2 separate regions of the Bos taurus genome follow, and region 1 is linked to region 2. A link is a contact called in public Hi-C data. All regions are on one chromosome and are shown on one strand. The core of a region is the stretch at or near the end of the contact, and the rest is flanking DNA. Distances in the headings are between cores, read along the strand shown.

Evidence for each region. A called contact is a pair of places that touch in the nucleus more often than the background predicts.
Region 1: a contact with region 2 is called in a Hi-C map of liver, with 3 times the contacts expected there. The contact joins the promoter of PRSS36 here to the promoter of HSD3B7 in region 2. A contact is called at or near these places in 2 of 11 Hi-C or Micro-C datasets (liver and skeletal muscle).

What each region holds. Positions count from the first base shown.
Region 1 is chr25:27,266,120-27,268,819 of ARS-UCD2.0, reverse strand. It overlaps PRSS36 (serine protease 36), which reads left to right and starts at 1,302. Exons shown (of 18, transcript XM_059881689.1): 1 at 1,302-1,480. It overlaps FUS (FUS RNA binding protein), which reads right to left and starts at 1,195. Exons shown (of 15, transcript NM_173912.2): 1 at 1,127-1,195. The coding sequence starts at 1,139.
Region 2 is chr25:27,117,624-27,120,603 of ARS-UCD2.0, reverse strand. HSD3B7 (hydroxy-delta-5-steroid dehydrogenase, 3 beta- and steroid delta-isomerase 7) reads right to left here and starts at 1,280. Exons shown (of 7, transcript NM_001034696.1): 1 at 1,208-1,280; 2 at 688-859; 3 at 308-463; 4 at 1-39. The coding sequence starts at 853. SETD1A (SET domain containing 1A, histone lysine methyltransferase) reads right to left here. Exons shown (of 18, transcript NM_001205433.3): 17 at 2,775-2,912; 18 at 1,851-2,679. The coding sequence ends at 2,506.

The DNA of each region.
Region 1 (2,700 bases), core at 53-2,552, 150 kb before region 2:
GAATTGTGCCGAAGGGAGCCTCCGCTTTCTCAATCGAAACAAGAATGTCTTACAAAGGGCCACGCTTCACCCTTTGCCCAATCTTGGAGCCTGGAAATGGGAACTTTTGGTGCAAAGCCAGCTAACCAAGGGAAGAGAGCATTCTGATCAGCACGTTGGCTGGCACTCAAGCCCCCAGCCCTGTGGCTCCCAAATGAGTGCGTTTTCCTGTCCCTCTTGCCTAACTCGGGGCTGCGGGAAGACTAGGCGAATCCAAAGAAGCGAAAGTGCTTTTTAAAGCGCCACATGGAAGACGCACGGGCCTGATCGGCTCATCTCCTCGATACAGGAAACGAGGCGCTTCCCCCGCAGGAAAGAGCCAAAGCACCGAGAGAGGGTGTGGCCTCAGGCGGCCGTTCTTTTCAGTTCCCACCTCTGTAAGAGGAAATTAGGCGGGATAGGCCCCGGGCCCAGTCCTCAAGACCGTTGGACCACTCCCCAGCCCCCTACCCCCAGCCGTTAAGCGGGCGCGCGGCCCAGACCCCGAGCCTCCGCCTCCGGCCGCGTGGCAAGCGAGGCGGGAACGAGGCGGTCCCGCCCCTTCCCGAAGGACCCCGGGGGCGCGGCCCACACCGGACGCGCGCCGCGGAGCCTCCAGCCGAGGGTCTCGCGACAAAAAGCAGGGCCGACAGGAGACCGGAGGGGGGGGGCGGTTCGCGCCGCCAGAAAGGGGAGGAGGGGCTAGCAGAGCGCGTGCGCGCTCCTCCGAGTGCCCGGATGCAGCACTGCGACAAAGCGGGCCCGAGCGCGGGGCTGGGGACGAGGGGGAGAAGAGGGTACGGAGACCGAGCATTTCCATCCGTGCCTCCCATTCCCAATCACTAAGCTGCGTCCCTCCCAACCCTCACCTCAAGGAAGGGGGCAACGAAGGGACGACCTCCCGCCCCACGCGAGGCGCCAGAGGAGCAAAACAAAATGGCGACATCGGCCTCCCCCTTCCACCCCTCTCCGCTGCTTCCAGCCAGTGGTGCGAGGAAACGATCCTGCACTCTACAGCCGCTCGGGTCCCACCGAAAAACAAAAGCCGGACTGGGAGGGAATGAGATCCGGGGCCGGCGCGCCACCACCGCCTCGCGCCCTTACATACCGTTTGAGGCCATGTCCGCGCACGCGCGCACAGGCCGACAAGCAACAAGATTCCAACACTACAGAGCACCGACGCCTCGAGGACTGAGCAGCCCCGCCTCCTGCGTCGAGGTTTATGTACGCCTCCCCGCCTACGTCTCCCAGGGGAACGTACCAACTACGGAAAGGAAAGGGGGAAACATGGCCGGACTCCTGGCACTCTTCAGGGAATATAGAGGATCCTAGCAGGCAGAAAGGAAATGTATTAACTAAGAACTGTTCAGATCATATAGATAATCCTGTTTTTTCTGACAAAGAAATATTTGCTTTGCAAGACTAGCGCACGTTTCAGATCCGCCCCTAGGATGGCATAATGGTATGATCCGATTAACCCCTAGGGGCGGGGCAAGGGGCCCAGGGCTTCTGCGGGCGGAACTGTAGTCAAAGCCGGGAGTCGTAGGGCGGGAACCGAAATTCCTCTGGCTGGCCCCTTTCACTGGGCCTCACTTTCACTCGGGGCGTGGAGTTCCTGCGTTCCGTTCCCCTTACCCTTTTTCAGACGCGAACTCCCTCCGGCACACCCTCCCTCTCTGGCTCTAATGTTCCTCCCAAGACAACAGACACAGACCCTCTCTCAGCGTCTCGTTTTCACTCATCGTCTTTCTGGCTTACATCTCTTGAGTCCTTATCAGGGTTTGTAGATTGTGACTTTTGACATGAAAGAAATAAAGCAGGGAGTTTAGCCCGGACCCTTCGGTCCTAGTCTGATCAAGCACTGATCGCCCACCCAGCGTCCTCAAGGCTTGGCCCCTGACTAGCTGTTGGACGGGAAAGCCCAAACACTCCGGATCTCAAAGAGCGTTGAGATTAGATGAGGTATCTCCCACCCTTTCACAGATATTTTCCTGAAACTCTATCAAGAAACCAATGTGGAGATCCAGTAGTAACTGATATTTGTATAGAGCTGAAGTGGTTTCAAAATGCACAATTAAATGCTTTCCCAACACAGTCTTATGAAGAAAGTAAGCTATCCCCATTTTATAGATAAGAAAAATAAGACTCGGGCCAAGTACAATCCGTGATTATAGAACAGGTATCCTGATTTGAATCCAGGTCTGTGCAGCTGCAAAACACTCCTTTTGTTGGTTATATGAACACTTTGCAGTGTTCTGAAGTCTTTTTACTCTCTATAAGAATGCGGACAAAACGTGAAATTCAAATTAACTTGCAACTTGCACTCTAGTCAAAGTTCCTAGAGAAGGAAATTTGAAAGTATCTACTAAAACAAGACAAAGGAGGTTATTCCTAGTACATGTGCCATACAGATTTTCCCTCCCAATTTACCTTTGACCTGAGTTACCAGAACTTTGTTTGTAGACACGTTTTAGACACTTTTTTCCTAGAAAAATACTTATGGAGTAGGCCTACGAACTTCTAAGTTTCTGATTTAGGCCCTAACACCCTGTCACCCACCCCACCCTTACTGGAAGGGCACTGCAACACTAGAATGAGGACAAACAGAGGGATTCCATCACTCATTCATTCATTGATTCTGCAAATATATAAAAAGTATCTACAGAGTTCCAGGGACTGTTC
Region 2 (2,980 bases), core at 31-2,530:
TTCCAGTCTGCACACAAGCCTCGATCACATTCTGTGTGCCTGAGGGAGGTAGGGGGCTGTGTGTCCAAACTGAAGCTTCCTCCCCATCCCAACACTGGACGAGGATACGTGCCCGCCTTCCCCAGGCCTGGGGAGAACCACAGAGTTCAGTGAGGACCGGCCTGCCACCACAGGGGCAGAAGGGACAGATTGTCACAGGGTGATCAGAGGTCAGGGTCAAAAAGGGAGCAGGGAACAAACAGCCAAGATCAGGCCACGGGCCAGGGAGTACTAAGGACACGGTCAGAACAGGTAGGGAGCAGCTTACCCTGGACGTTGACCTCGTGGATGGTCTCAGGACTGGTTTTCCCAAACACGTCCACCAGCCCAGCTGTGTGGATGACCACGTGGGCTCCGGCCACGGCCGCTGCCACCTCGTGGGCCTGGGTCACATCCCCCTGGATGGCCGTCACCTGCACGGGCCCTGGGAGCGGGTAGGGGCGGGCGGAGGCAATGTCAGAGCTGAGACCATCAGCCAGCTGCTGGGCTTGGCCCACACCCTCAGGAGCCACATTTTCCTAATGACTCATTCATCCTATCTGCTTCCCCCGGAGAGACATAACAGGCATCATCTTTTCCGCCACTCGGAAAGGAGTCCACACCCTCCCCACCCTCTGCTGTCCCTCCCCCATCTCTCCCCCCAGTCACCTGTCTTCAGCTCCTCCAGCCAAGGACCCAGGTGTAGGTCAAAGATGCGCAGCTCACGGAGCCGGGGTTCCCGCTGCAGCAGCATTCGGACTACATGTTCCCCCAGGAAGCCACAGCCACCTGTGACCAGGTATACCAGTTCCTGGGTTTCGGCAGAGTCGGCCATACCTGGCTGGGGAAAGACACCCTGCCTCACCTGGGTGGCCTGCCGCCGACTGCCCCAGCACGGGCTGCCCCTTTCCTCCTAGAAGGGGCCTCTGACTCAGTCAACCGGAGCAATGATCCAGGGGCCGGAGCGTTTTCTGGAGGCTGTGGCTGTGAGTGCAAGTGGCCAGGCTACCTGCCCTCTGACCCTACCAGCTGCAGTTCCCGAGATAAGGGGGCAGGCTTGGCATGGAGGAAGGGGTCAGGGTTTGAGGGAGGGAGAAGTTCAGGGGCCAAAAATGAAGGGTGGTTGGCAGGGAGCTGGGGCAGCGGGTAGAGGAAGGCGGGAAGGGCGGAGCTGGGGGAAGGGACCTACCTGCAGCCAGAGTCCTAGGGCGCCCAACTAGGCACCGAGGCGGTCTTCTGTGTCTCCTGGGCCAGCGCCACACGGTCCCCTTCCGCTTGCTCCTCCTCCCTCCTGGCCCATTCCAGGAACAGAGACCAGCCCAGCCTCCACCTCTCCGCCCTCCAGCCTTGCCACAGGGCACCCTCTGGTGGCCACTCTGTGCTGCATGGGCTTCTGGTTCCAGCAGAGAGCTTGTGGAATGGGGATGGGGAAACAGAACCTGCTGGGTGGGTGCTGAGTAGGGGTTTTGGCCGCTGCAGAACAGGGCAGGCAGGGTGACCTCACTCCAGTGCATGACATCAGTGTTTCCCTCTTGGTGGACCTCCCAGGAGACCCGGAGCCCAGCAGCAGCTGTGGTTCTGGGAAGGGAAGGGAGGCCTGACCTTGGCCTGGCTCTGGCTGGCCTTGGCGGGGATTTCTGGATGGTTGGTCCAGCCTATCAGGTGGCCCAAAGTGATGGGGGCTGAGTCTGCAGGTCTAGGCTCTGGCCCCAAAGCCCCTCTACCCACGTCAAACTGCAGGCCACCTGTTCCCCCACCATCTTCGTTTGTCCCACCCTCTGTCCTCAATCCCCATCCCACCCTACTCCTTCCCAAAGATACTGACCAAGCACTTTTGTACAATAAAGTTTAATCACAATTATAAAAATGTGGCGTCAGGTTTGCACTATTAACATATGTACAGTCCAGCCCAACAGGAAGGGCCTGCCCCCCACCATCCTGGCCTGGCAAAGCCAGAGCTTCCAGACACCAGGTGGGAGGGTGACCCACGGGTCTGGCAGGAACAGATGAGGCAGGGTTCCAGGCACGGAGTCCCCAGGACTGGGGGCGCAGCGCCCCCTCCAGGGGGAGAACATGGCCACTGCCCCCAGAGACCCCTAAACTGGGGAGGGGTGCACGCAGGGCACAGAGGGGGAGTCCCCATTAACACAAAGCATGGGGGCTGGGAGGCCCCCCAAGAACAGGATCTGTACAGGCCGGCACCCCAGGTTTCCACAGGAAACAGCTGCTGGCAGCTACAAAACATTTACAGCTTCTTCTCCGCAAAGAAAAAAAAATTGGGGGGGATGGGAGGGAGGGCAGGGGCAAGAGGGGTCCCGCAGAAGGTGCCTCAAGGGACTCAGGCCCCCTCGCTGGGCTCAGGGCCCCCAAGCCCACATTCCAAGAGGGGCAGGTGGGCCCCACTGAGCCCACTAAGGCTGGGAGCGCTGGGAGCTCAGGGCGGCGAGGGGGAATAAATAGGGGTGAGGGCACCAGTCCTGCCCCACCTCAGTTGAGGGAGCCGCGGCAGCTCTCCGTGCCGCACAGACACGGGATCTTGTTGTCCTCCAGCGGGAACTTGTAGTCGTAGGTGATCTCCTCATCCACGCCGATCGGCTGCTTCGAGTAGATCACGATCTTCTTCTGGGACTCGATGGTGATCACCTTGGCATAGCAGTTGGGCTGCGGGCCGAGGGCAGCGTCAGTGGCGGCCGGCCCCGCCCCAGCTCCTGCCCTGCACCCTCCCGCCACCCCCTGCCCGGCCCCCACCAGCGCACCGTGCAGCAGTGGTTGATGAACCTCGCCAGGTTGCCGCACTTGGTGGCGTCGATGATGGTGTCGTGGTCTACCCGGAACAGGTAGCTGCTGCCAATGCCCTCCTGCACGTAGCGCTTCTCCCGCATGTCGGCCACCATCTAACGGGACAGGGGGTGATGGTCAGGGGGCTGCCCCTCAGCTTCCTGCCAGGCCAGGCTGGACTCCA